3 separate regions of the Mus musculus genome follow, and all the other regions are linked to region 2. The links are chromatin contacts, called in public Hi-C maps. All regions are on one chromosome and are shown on one strand. The core of a region is the stretch at or near the end of the contact, and the rest is flanking DNA. Distances in the headings are between cores, read along the strand shown.

Region 1 (3,919 bases), core at 1,393-3,892, 140 kb after region 2:
AATTAAGAACATTTTGGCTAATGTTGGAGACTTGAGTGTTTTAAGAAGGAATAAAGGACACCCGCTTTTATTCTTGGGGCAGATGAAGAAACAATTGGACAGAACTGTTTTTTCCAACTATGATTTTTGTCTAGACCTAAGACTACATTTTAAAGTAGTTTTTTTTTTTTTTAAGGAAATGGCAACAAGGACATACTGGTGAATGGCTAGCATAGAATCCTGGCAATACCATTCTTCCTCCATATCTATGGTCTCAACCAAGCTCTGAACACTGTTTTTGCTTCTAGAAGAGAAAAGGTATAAAGTGACGCAAATATCTTCCTGGTAACTGGATGCTTCCTTTTCTCCGTAGGGCGCAATAAGACATTGTTCAAGCTCTGCTTCCTGTCCATGTCATAGTTTTATTTATGACACAAAATAAAAAGATCTGAGAGCTTCTCTAATGAGCGTCAAATTTGCAGGGGTCACTTCGCAACAAGAGAGCCAGGGTCAGGAACATAGATGTATGTTCTACCACGTTTTAAGTGATAAGAGGTTAGCACTTTAGCTCAGCAACACGGATGATCTCCAAGCTTTACAGACCCCCCCCCCCCCCCCCGCCGTGTGACACGCTACCTCTCACTCTTTGTTGTCATTCGTCCTGTTGCCTGACACCCTCACCAGCTTTCTTTCTCTCCCCTTCTCCCCAAACTTCAGTTCAGTTTCTCTGCTCTGTGGTGCCTTTGCCTATCACAAATTGTATATTCTTGCAAAATAACAAGTTTCATGGCCCCATTGGCTTTCACCTCTATCTCACTACACAGCAAGCCCTTTAAGAACTGAACTTGAAGTACCTGAAACATAGTTTTGGCAGAAAGTGTGTGTGTGTATGTGTGTGTGTGTGTGTGTGTGTGTGTGTGTGTGTGTGTGTGTGTGTGTGTGTCTGTGTGTGTGTGTGTAAGGTGGTAAGTGGTTTTCATCATTGATTTTTCAAATTCTTATTGTCTACTTTTTCCCTTTTATTTTGAGACATTTCTTATACATTGTTCAGGCTGGTGTTAAATTTGTGTGCTCAAGTGGTTTTCTTTCCTCAACCCTTCAGGCAGCTGGTAATGGTAGACATGTGTTATCACACCGAGCTTTCTCTTATCTCTGATATGCAGGTTATATGTGATCTTGAGAGACTTGTCTTCCAGTCCCGGGGGTTGGGGGCACAGTTGGAAAGTTCCTAAGTGCTAGAGACACGTGTGAGTTAAAAATGGCAGAGAGTTAATGGGTGGAGTGGGCGGTGCTTACCTGAGGCAGTGTGCCCAGGAAAGGCTTCTCAGAAGCTAAGACTGTGACTTCTGGGAGAGGCCCAGGATAGACAGCATACAGGGACAAGGGCTGTTGACATGGAGAATTTGGCTTGTGTGTGCAAGAAATGAAACACTTGGAGCACAGTTGGCGTGGAAGGGAAGTCACTGATGCATTGGAAAAATAGCAGGGGCTGATTCCATGGAGCCTTTGACCTAAGTCCTGATGAGGACCTTGTGGTTCCTGCCAATCAAAGAGTTGGGAGTTATTTAGTTAACAAGGGAACACGGTCTGATTTATGTACTAGAAACGTTGATCTAGCTCTCGGGTCTAAATTCATTTAATGGAACAAGGTGAGACCACTGAGGCTACCTATGGTTGTAGCTGAGAGGAGGTGGTGACTTGTACAGAGGAGAAGTAATAGCAGAAAGAGGAACTATCCACAGTACCTGGTCTCCAAGAATATCTCTGTGTTAGTAATAAAATGACTAGATGATGCTGTTTTCTGAAGTCAGAGTGATGAGTTGGTGTTAGGTAGATACTGTATACAGATAAAGCAAGAAATCTGGGTAGGCAGGTAGGCAGTGTGGTGAACACGTATGCTTCATGATCTACATATGTCATCTTAAATTTTAAGACGAGTTTTATGCTAGGATGGGAGAATGGCCAGATGCATACTTCTGTGGTTGATCCCCTAGGTCTTAGTATCACCATGTGGTAGTTATTTTACACACAAGCAGCACAAACATTTGTATCTGGACATTGTGTGGCTTATTTCAGGTTTTGTTTTATTGAAAAGCACTAACTGGCTTCTCCTTTGGATGGCTTGCTTTTCCTAACTGTGGGTGCCACAATCTCAGATTCAAACACATTCCCAGGTTTCAATACTCATGTCTCCAAAATATCAGGAAAAAAAAAAGAGTTCCCAAATGCTAGATTAGCACGTGCTTTGTAACAGGTATTACTCAGTGTCCAATTCGAAGGTGTGTGTGTGTGTGTGTGTGTGTGTGTGTGTGTGTGTGTGTGTGTGTGTTGTATGCAAATGCATCATGAAATAGAAATATTGGATATTCATATACTTTTCATATTTAGAACAGTGTATGCTGGATAGCATACACTTCATAAATACTTATTTAATTTGAAGAAATTGAATCTAGTCAGAAAACTTTCCTAAACTAGCATGCTTTAAACACACCCTTTCTCGTCTTCCCTCCCTCCCTCTCCTCCCTCCCTCCTCTCATCTATCCCTTCCCTTTTGCCCTTTCTTTCCCTTTCTTTGACTCTTTTGTTCCTGGTGTAGGCAGTCTAACTTCTAACTGATATCTCAATGTTTTGTTAGCTGTTGGTGAGTCAGGAGAGCTTGAAGTTTGGAGCCAGGAATATTTTTATGAGACCTATAAATATGTGAGAATCACGAGCTCTTCCTCTCTCAGCAGCAAGATGCAGTCCAGTAGGCTACTGTAGGGTGAAGGAGACCTGCCATCACAGTTCTTGCTCTCAGCCATGATCTTGAAATAGGGAAAACATTAGGCTTGTTGCTCACTGGGGCTTATACTGCCTTGTGCCCAGATTCAACGTTGTCAATGGAGTTTCCTGGTACTGAAACATAAATATTTAAAAAATATACATGGCTTTTAATTTGAAATGGGATCTTTTCAACTCGAAGGTTAATTTGATTTTGAAGGTTGAACATCAGTTTGTGTGTTTTTTAAATCTTGAGTTCTGGGCTCATGAAGAAAAGCAAATGGTGTGTGTTTTTATGACTGTGGTGACCTGCAGAAGCCTCTCTGGTGGACACGATAAGAAAAAAATTCTTAGTAACTTCCTCTTATATGACCTGTCCTGAACAGAGGCATAGATGTCTCCCAGCCTTTTCTGGGAAATTTAATTGTGAGAAATTCAAGGAAAAGACTAAGATTCCTTCTTGTCTAAGTTTCTTCCATAAATTACATCACTGAGGATCAAGGTTGCTGGGTGGGGGTACAGTGAATCTTGGATTGAGTAGCCACTGCTATTGAACAAGAAGTGCTGGTGAGAACTCCTTTGCTTGGGTCCTGTAGGCAATGCTTTTCTAGATGACAACAAGAGAATGTGAAAGAAATAACAAAAGTGGGACTAGTCCTTCTTGTCCTTATGTGGCAGGCACTCACACACACATGTGGAGGCAGTGCCACTTGCCTTGGTAATGACAGAGCCTCTCACCAAATCTGAGTTCACCAGTAGACTAAACTGGCTAGGCATACAGCTCCAGCCATCTTCTGGTCTCTTCCTCCTCCGGGCTAGGATTACAGGGATATAGCATTGTGGCCAGCGTTTATGTGGGAGCTGGGGATCTGAACTTAGATCCTCATGCATGTATGACTTTCAGTGACTGTGTTCTGGGCTTGCTCTTTTTATAAACAGTTCTCTCTCAGGAACTAATCGAGGGCTGTAACACTGACAGTACCCTTGGAAGACAGTATCCATCCATTCATGAGACCTCCCAAGATTTAATTACCTTCTGTGAGATTTTACCTTTGAACGATCTCAGAACTCAATCCTTCCATCCACATGGGAGAGCAAGCTACCAGCAAAAGATAACGTTTAGGGGACAAGCTGTATCCAAACCATGGGAAAAGGAAGTCATTTTTATTTGTTTTCTCTG
Region 2 (4,232 bases), core at 1,606-4,105:
GGGGGTGGGGTGGGGCTGCTTTTGCTGGGAGGTCGAATGGTTTTCACTAGTCAAGGGTATCATCAAAAGCCAACAAACTAGTTTTTTGATAACGAATCCTATGAAACTAGTTACAAGGCTATGGACTTTGTTCCAGATGCTCAGAGACAGCTGGAGGGTATCGGCGAGCTTCAGAGAAAGCCCCATGTTTTGTCCTCATCCTCTCATCTCTAGATCACCACTTTAATCCACCACTAGAATTTCTCAGAAGCGTAGAGGACCTCTAGAAGGTTGTTCCATCCTCTGTTTCTGCAGGGCCACAGGGCATGCTCAGGAGTAGGAGGGATCCTCACTGGCAGCCTGCGATCCCTGACATGCAGTGTGTGTGCCGAGGGAAGAGTTAAGGGGCACACGCCGGCTCTTACTCATCTTGCTCATTTTAATACCTGGCTTAGGGCCTGGTTCAGAGTAGGTGTGAGCAAATGTTTGTTGAATTAAGTTTCTGTAGTTTAAAGAATTAGCTTTGATGCTATTTGCGTCTTACAGACAGAAAATTTTGAAATAGATCATGGTTTTTTCTTTGAATTGCCTGCTATGAAGCTCAAAGGTAAATTAGTGGGCCATCTCTAGCAAATAACTAAAATATAGACTTGATTTCCTCTCTCTCTCTCTCTCTCTCTCTCTCTCTCTCTCTCTCTCTCTCCCTCTCCCCCTCTCCCTCTCCCTTTCCCCCTCCCTCTCCCCCTCCCTCTCCCCCTCCCTCTCCCTCTCCTTCTCTCCCTCTCCCTCCCTCCTTCCCTGTCTCCCTTCCTCCCTCTTTCTCTATGTGTGCATGTGTGTACCTGTGTGTGTGTGTGTGTGTGTGTGTGTGTGTGTGCACGTGCTTGTGTGCGAGTGTGTGCCTACCTGGTGTCACCTTGTTTTTCTTAAGGCTGATATTCATGGTACTGAATTATTAAACCTGCCTCAAATTCTTTTAGAACAAGGAACAACTCACTCATTAAATCTGAGGCAATATCTGGGACAATTCCTGGTATATAACAGAAGGTCAAAATAGTTATTTAATAGTGAACAAATTAACGGCATTTTTATCTGAATCTTAAGTTTGAACTTCATTTTTTTTTTTAAATATCAATCAGCCTCAGACTCACATTCTTTTAAAACAAACAGAGGTCAGTGGAAAATCATACTGGGAAATGGATGCAGCTGGACAGAGCGACTGTTGTAAGATCACGCACAGATCCAGTGGCTCTAAGGTAGTGCCTCCTTGTGGTTTTCCTTCTGATTTACCTACCACAGTTTTCATTACTCCCAAATCCTTCCTCTGAAGGAAGGGAGACAGAGAGAGACAGAGAGAGAGAGAGAGAGAGAGAGAGAGAGAGAGAGAGAGAGAGAGAGAGAGAGAGAGAGAGAGAGAGAAACATTTATCAAGAGAGCAATGTCGCCCACACCGATGGACCTGCCGCCATCCTATTCATTTGTTCTCCTTTGCTGTCACAGTGGCAGCTCATCTGATGAGCCACAGGGTGATCTTCTTCCTAAAATTCATGCGGAGGAACAGTGAGACAGTGCTGGTCGCTCCATTCATCAGATAACCTACAGTCTCCTTGGAGGCTGGGAGGGGAGAGTTGGCCTCCTGAGGTTTATCTTGGACAGAAGCCAGCCAGCCTATGGCTAAAAGAATGAGCCACTTTATCTTGTCAAACATCTCCATTAAATCATGGCCAAGGGAGAACCAATGAAACTGGATTTTGGTGCAAATGATCACTTGTGAATGTGCATCATGCACACACATACACACAATATATATATATATATATATATATACATATATACACACACACACACACACACACACACACACAGATATATCATGTGTATATACATTATAATATATACGCACATGTGTTATATATAGTCACTGTGTATATAATATCATATATAAGCTTCTCTCTCTCTTTCTCATTGCTCTGAAGAGAGCTGAGCTGAGAAAGCCATGCTTCTACATAACTGCTTCACTTGTTTGCTCTTGCAGAGTGTGCCCAAGAGTGTTCCTTTAGCGCCAGCATTTTTACCGCTCTATATTTAGAGTAGAAGTCTCTGCTCAGCCAATAAACTTTTAAAGCAAAGACCCTCGAATCAAAAGAACTATTTCTTCTTCCTTATCATCACCCTTTGTACAGTTGGAAAGACACAGGCAAAGTGTTTCCTTGAGCCATAACCATGCCCACTTTTGGCCAATCAGTTTTCTCTGTTATCCCTCCAGTGGGACACTGTAGGTCTGTCTATTCGGAGAGTTTGCTGAAATATATCTACAGAAGATTCATTTAAAAACATGCCATCAGTGACCTTGAAGACCTTCATTACCCTAAATAGCTGAAGCAACTTTCTTGCCTCTAAACTATTTCCCTTCCTTGCATGCTTTTCCTCCTTGGTCACCCTGGGACATCTAGATCACATGCCATTCTCCACATGAGATCTCAAGGAATAATCGACCACTTTCTCATTTGTGCTTCCTCTGTGGAACTAATAGCCATGGAAACATCACCAGTGTATGTGACCATTGTGAGGTTATGTGTCTGGTTGTCTCAGTGTGCTGTGAGCTCTTCCTTAGTAGGGGCATCTCTCCCTCATCTATCCATAATACTTCAGTCTATCCAGGGGCAAGGTTTCTGTGGGTGAGCATGTATACTCGCCCCTCCTGTTGATTCACTGGGCTGCTGCTCTTGACTTATTCAGACTCTTGTCTTACCTGTAAGGAGTGGACTCTGCAGAAATCCTTGCCAGGAAAGAATCTGAGGTACGAGTCACAGCATCTCTGCTTGCTCATGGCAAGAACTGTGATGATCACGCAGTCCAGAGTCCCGGGGCCTTGTTCACAAGCTCAGATACATCTTCTGAGTCACACTTGGCTAGTTATTGCTTGAGCCTCAGTTTGAAGAAGGAAAAGACCCAGTTCTTTCCTACAGTCTTCTCTAGAGGTTTCTGCTGCAGGTTTCAGTGTGAAGCTTGAGCCTTCTTAGGAGTGTTTTGTGAGTTTGGTTCAGTTTTTGTTTTTGAGATAAGTTTACACAGACAAGCTTTCTTTGGAGGAGAGTGTAGGTCTGTTGGAAATCCCATTTTTGTACAAGTTGCAACTGTGAATTCTCAACTACACTTTCAGCTTACTAGGAAAGTGCTAGGCCTTCCTCAGGCAGTTATAGTGAATATGACTTGTAATTGTGGAGGAGACCAAAGTATGTCTGGAGCTATATTCTAAAACAGAGGAGTTGATCAGACACGTTGGAGGGTTAGTTAACATTTTTGCTATTTCCCGGGTTTTTCAAGAGAGCAAAAAGGAGCCTCTCTAGCCTCTCAAAGGAGATAAATTGTGATGAATCTCTGATACAATCTTGGTTGTGATGGGTATTGGTTAAAGTGAATGGCCACCAGTACAAAGTGACATACACAAAGCAGAGCACGTCTGTCCACTCCTTTAGAACTCCATTTCTAACAATTGACCTTTAATTAGCACTGGCTTTTGGGGGTGTTCAGTTCTGTGGGCATCTTACGTTAAACTCCCCCAAGAGTTCAGAAGCCTTCTAGAATACATTTATGACATTTATGATAAATATAGGTTTAGAGTAGAGGTAGACTCCATCTGATGGTATAGATCCTGGTGATTTATAGATTATATAGATTCTTTGTTAAAATTTGTGGCCCAAGGCATAAGAGAAGCAGAAGAAGAGATGATAATTTTTGTTTTAGTTTCATTTTGATTAAAATAATGGTTTTGTTGAATTTAAGTAAGAGATATCAGTGGAATATCAGTGGAATGCTAATATGGAAAGGGGAAGATTTCACAGGGTCCTTGCCCTAGACAAAAATTTATAGGTAACTATTGATGGCTGTGAGAAGAAGAATCAGTCTCTCTCAGGGATGAATCCCATTGTACAATGGACACATATATGTGCACATGTGCTGGGGGGGTGGGGAGAGAGGGAAAGGGGGAGGAAGAGGGAGAGAGAGAACAAACTAGTATCATCAGTTTTTATTTAACTATACTTGTGTTCACATATGTGTGGGTGACAGTAATCAAGAAAAAGAGGCTATTTATTTGAGAATGGGAAACAGGAAGGGAATGGGGAAAGGTGGCTGGTATGGGACTGGAGGAAGGAAAGTGATCTAATTTTATTTCAACTAAGAACACATTAAATAAATTAAATAATTAAATATAAAATTAAAACTTTGCTTGACCAGTCCCTACATATACT
Region 3 (4,151 bases), core at 1,651-4,150, 180 kb after region 2:
TGCCTGTTCCTGAGATAGCTCCCGTATAATTTAAACTATTAACAAGTAAAACACTTTCTTAGGTTTTTACAAGCAGACAAAGCAAGTGTTCCCACCCGAGGTCATGAGACTTTGTACCCCTGGATGTTGTAGTCCTCCAGAGTACCCAGGTTTTCAGCTGGGATCTGAAGTAGGGCAAGTCTCATGAGTCTGAACTCTTTGGCTTGTGGGGTCTGTCAATAAGGCAGACATCGTTAGAACTAAATTAACTGGCTGTACCCTCAGCTAGCATCCATGGAGATGTGAACCTGATATTGAAAAGGCAGCATGGGCTTGGTTCTGAGAGAAGGAGTGTCTTCTAGCACACCCCATTAAAAAAAAAAATTCTTACTTTGGCAAATTTTCCCAGGTAGATATTTGTTGCAAACAATTGTTAGCTGTGATCCTGCTTTAAAAAAAAAAAAGAAGTTACAGCTCCCAGGGCACAGCTGAGTGGCCTACACAACCCTTGTCTAGCACACAGGAGGCTCTAAGCTTGATAGCCACATTATAGAGGAAAAGAAAACCAGAAAGTTCAATAATCATTTAAAGTAGATTAGTAGGCTAGAACATGCCTCTCAGACTTTAGTGCGTAAATAACACATTTGGAGAATCTTGTTACAACTTTTTTTTTTAAGTTCAAATTTAATTTTTCAATTACAGGTAATGTTTTTGGTACACTTACACATTGGTAATTAATTTGGTATACTTAAGGTACGCATTACATTATGTCAAACATCCATCATTTCCTTGTATATATTTTTTAAAAATCCCTCTTCAAGTTACTTTGAATTATATAATATCATGTTATTAGTTACAATGACTATTTCAGGAAACTGAAATCCAGAATTTAAAATTTCCTACATATCTTATTTAATACCCATTAATCAATACACAATATAGTTTGGAGTGAGCCCTGGATTAGCAGAAGAAGATAATATGGAAGCTAAATAAACCTAGACATACAGAGCCTCAGGCTCCATCTCAGACCTTCTCAGTCACAATCTTCCTCTGAACATGATTTCAATGTGTTTCACATGTGCAGTAAAGTTCGGGAGGAGATGCTCTCAACTTTGGGTTTTTTTCTCTAAATGCATCTTGCCCAACAAACAACATATGCTCAAGGAGTGAAAACTATCACGGAGAATACTCAAGGTCTGAGTTCAGGTTTAAAATGTTGTTTCTTACAACTACACTAAAGGAAGTGCTATCAGGTTTGAGGAGTGAGAGAAGGTGCAAAGATGTAGATGGTGTTCTGAGGAAGCTCCACAGCTTCTAAACACAGTGAGTCACACTGCCAAGCCAGGACTGGGCTCCCTTCATCTCTCACCAAACCAGGACCAAAGCAGTTACTGAACCTGTCCAGCCTTGCCCTTGGTAACGCAGATGTAGGAGGTCTGCAGCTTTCTTAACTTAAAGTTCAAATATAAAATGCTTGGAAGACTTCACAACAAATTTAGAAAAAGATCTAAAGCAATTTTTAAAAAGAAGATTCAATAGCCTAAATGCACAGTAACCCTTAAAGGTGTGGTTGAGTTCAATGGAAACAAAACTCCTTTTGAATCTCTCATCAGTCCTTGCATTTAAATATTTACTGACCATCAAGTTTATGTTTGGGCCAGAGCCGAATCATGCAAGTGCACAGAGAAATGCAATGATGATTCTTGTGACCTCCCTGCCTGGTGTGGGCAGGTAGACAACGTTCCTCCATGGTGCTCTGAGTGGCCAGAAGGAGACAAGGATTTGGACTCTCACATGAAAAAGTCAGCAACTGGGAGACTGTAAGACTGGGACAGGAAAATAAGAAGGGGCTTACTAGATGAGAAGGGAGAACACTGTAGGTGCTAGAGAAGGGGAGAGCGCAGATAGAAGAAAGAGCATGCTCAGAGGAGAGAGGCACTGCCATCCTCCGGTAATAAGCTAGAGTATTCAGCTAAAGGGCTTTGATGGCTGGGAAGCTGTCGTAACTCTGTGAGGCTGGAAACTGAGTCCTATCTGCAGAGGAATGGGCAAAGAAATCGTGGCTTGTGTGCACTGGAAATTCTCTCCATCCAAAAGTGACTGAAGATGTGTCACTTCTTCAAGAAAATGGATGTGACTGTTAATAGTTCTTTTTTTAATTAGGTATTTTCTTCATTTACATTTCCAGTGCTATCCCAAAAGTCCCCCATACCCTCCCACCCCACTTCCCTATCCACCCACTCCCACTTCTTGGCCCTGGCATTCCCCTATACTGAGGCATATAAAGTTTGCACCACCAATGGGCCTCTCTTTCCACTGATAGCCGACTAGGCCATCTTCTGATACATATGCAGCTAGAGACATGAGCTCTGGGGGTACTGGTTAGTTCATATTATTGTTGCAGATCCCTTTAGATCCTTGGGTACTTTCTCTAGCTCCTCCATTGGGGGCCCTGTGATCCATCATAGTTCTTGTATACAAAGAAAGCTTCAGCAAGTTGTGCCACATGTCTTCTCTTATCTGTGGCTCCAACACTTTACCTAGATATGTAAAATCGTGTATGTACAGGTGACAGGAAAGTAGAAGTGAACAAGGGGGTCTAAACACACTAACGGGAAAAGGAAAAGAGGTTAGTGAATGAGGGCAGGAATATGCCCAACATACATTATATACTTGCAAGAAAATGCCCTAAAGTAACTTATTACAATAAAATAAAATACAATCTGAAAGTTATTTTTCTAATATTAGTAATCTATTAATATTAATATTCTAGATGGCATCCATGTTATAGCCATCAGAAGCTTGAGGAGCTGGTGAGTCACTGACCAAGCTGGTTCAGTCACCCATATGACAGTTGGATGCTTCAACTCATTGCTATGTGTTCTCAAGACACGGAGGCTAGCCTGACCACGGCAAAGTGTTTCTAGGCTTCATAGTGACACATCATTATGTTCAGACTGTTCTATTGGCTTACACAGGTCACTCCTGCACTGTGAAAACTGGCCCTCTCTAAGGAACCAGAAGATGAGGCTATTGGGACTATGGGAAAGGTTTACCAACCTCCTGTGTGTATAGAAGAAACTTTCTTATCATGAGCCCCATAGTTCAGATGCAACTGCCGAGCTTATGTGTGAAGAGAACAGTCTGTGATGGGAAGAATTCGGTCCACAAGCAGAGAGCTGAGCCTCCACTGTTGCTGTGTATGTTCTCTAGGGAGGTCACCTCACTTTGCAGGCTTCACATTCCTCATCTATGAGGTCAGTCTAACAGGCAGATTTCCCAGAAAGACTGGAGAAGAACGTGAGGATCAGATATGGAAGGGGCTGTGAATGCCAGAGGAAGAAGCTAAGGAGTTATCTTGTTGACCGTCAGTGAAGCTTAGCAGCCTTTAAACTAGGGAAATGAGGACATGTGGACCACTTTGACAGAGATTCTGTATGCAATATGGACAGAAAGTAGAGGGATTCAGACACAAACTAGACTAGAGTCTCCCAGTGCTCACAGATGAGACACATGGACCCATTCTTAGCTTCTGGTGATGGGAAAGACATTACAACCTCACTCAACACTAAAATAGACTTGAGGACCACTCAGCACCTCACAGCCCCATTTCTGTTTCGGCAGCATTTCAAAGGAAAAATAAAAGACTTAGTGTCAAAAAGATTATAAATATTTATTATCCATTTACCTTCTCCATCTTGAATTCCAAAGAACATCCTGGGTTTATAGAATATAATCTTTGCCTGAGAACTTAGGGTCTACCCTGAAAGCTACAAAAGCAACAGAAAGGCAGGAACCCCAGAAAGAATGTCTCCACAGGAGGCTCTGCATTGATGTCAAGTTCCTGTCCATAGAGTTGAGTCAGGCTTTTACTCTCGTCATCAGGGCATTGAAACAGCATAATCCTGGATGGCAACACCGGGCTGTTTTCATCATCATGGTGGAAAGTGATTAAAAACAAGAGACTAGAATCTGGTATCTTTAAAAAATAGGGGCTTATCCTGCTTCCCTTGAATTCAGAAAGACATGCAGTCATTCCTGTTTATATCTACTCAAACTGAACTGACTTCGTGTATGTTTTAAAGCTACAGTGGAGACAGATATGAGCTCAGAGCTAAAGGCTTCAGTGGGAGTACAGCTAATATTCTGGATTTAATTTTTTTATTTGTAGT

Evidence for each region. A called contact is a pair of places that touch in the nucleus more often than the background predicts.
Region 1: a contact with region 2 is called in a Hi-C map of the C2C12 cell line, with 3 times the contacts expected there. The contact joins two enhancer-like sites. A contact is called at or near these places in 1 of 39 promoter capture datasets (hippocampal neurons), 2 of 15 datasets of contacts at CTCF or cohesin (the NIH/3T3 cell line and embryonic stem cells), 29 of 484 Hi-C or Micro-C datasets (the C2C12 cell line, the C3H10T1/2 cell line, LSK cells and 20 more) and 1 of 115 datasets of contacts at active chromatin or transcription factors (bone marrow-derived dendritic cells).
Region 3: a contact with region 2 is called in a Hi-C map of the C2C12 cell line, with 2.9 times the contacts expected there. The contact joins two enhancer-like sites. A contact is called at or near these places in 3 of 484 Hi-C or Micro-C datasets (the 3T3-L1 cell line, the C2C12 cell line and epidermal suprabasal cells).

What each region holds. Positions count from the first base shown.
Region 1 is chr4:56,349,939-56,353,857 of GRCm38.p6, reverse strand. No RefSeq gene overlaps it. Among named protein-coding and RNA genes, the nearest start is that of Gm42291, 36 kb to the right of the region's middle. Within about 2 kb of position 2,642, at least 4 of the 459 cell types and tissues checked have an H3K27ac peak or open chromatin away from gene starts, as enhancers often do. A contact at or near this core is called in the C2C12 cell line, where this site is marked.
Region 2 is chr4:56,488,149-56,492,380 of GRCm38.p6, reverse strand. No RefSeq gene overlaps it. Among named protein-coding and RNA genes, the nearest start is that of Gm34628, 12 kb to the right of the region's middle. Within about 2 kb of position 2,855, at least 12 of the 459 cell types and tissues checked have an H3K27ac peak or open chromatin away from gene starts, as enhancers often do. A contact at or near this core is called in the C2C12 cell line, where this site is marked.
Region 3 is chr4:56,304,885-56,309,035 of GRCm38.p6, reverse strand. All of the region lies in intron 2 of Gm42291 (a long non-coding RNA gene), which reads left to right. Among named protein-coding and RNA genes, the nearest start is that of Gm42291, 9.0 kb to the left of the region's middle. Within about 2 kb of position 2,900, at least 60 of the 459 cell types and tissues checked have an H3K27ac peak or open chromatin away from gene starts, as enhancers often do. A contact at or near this core is called in the C2C12 cell line, where this site is marked.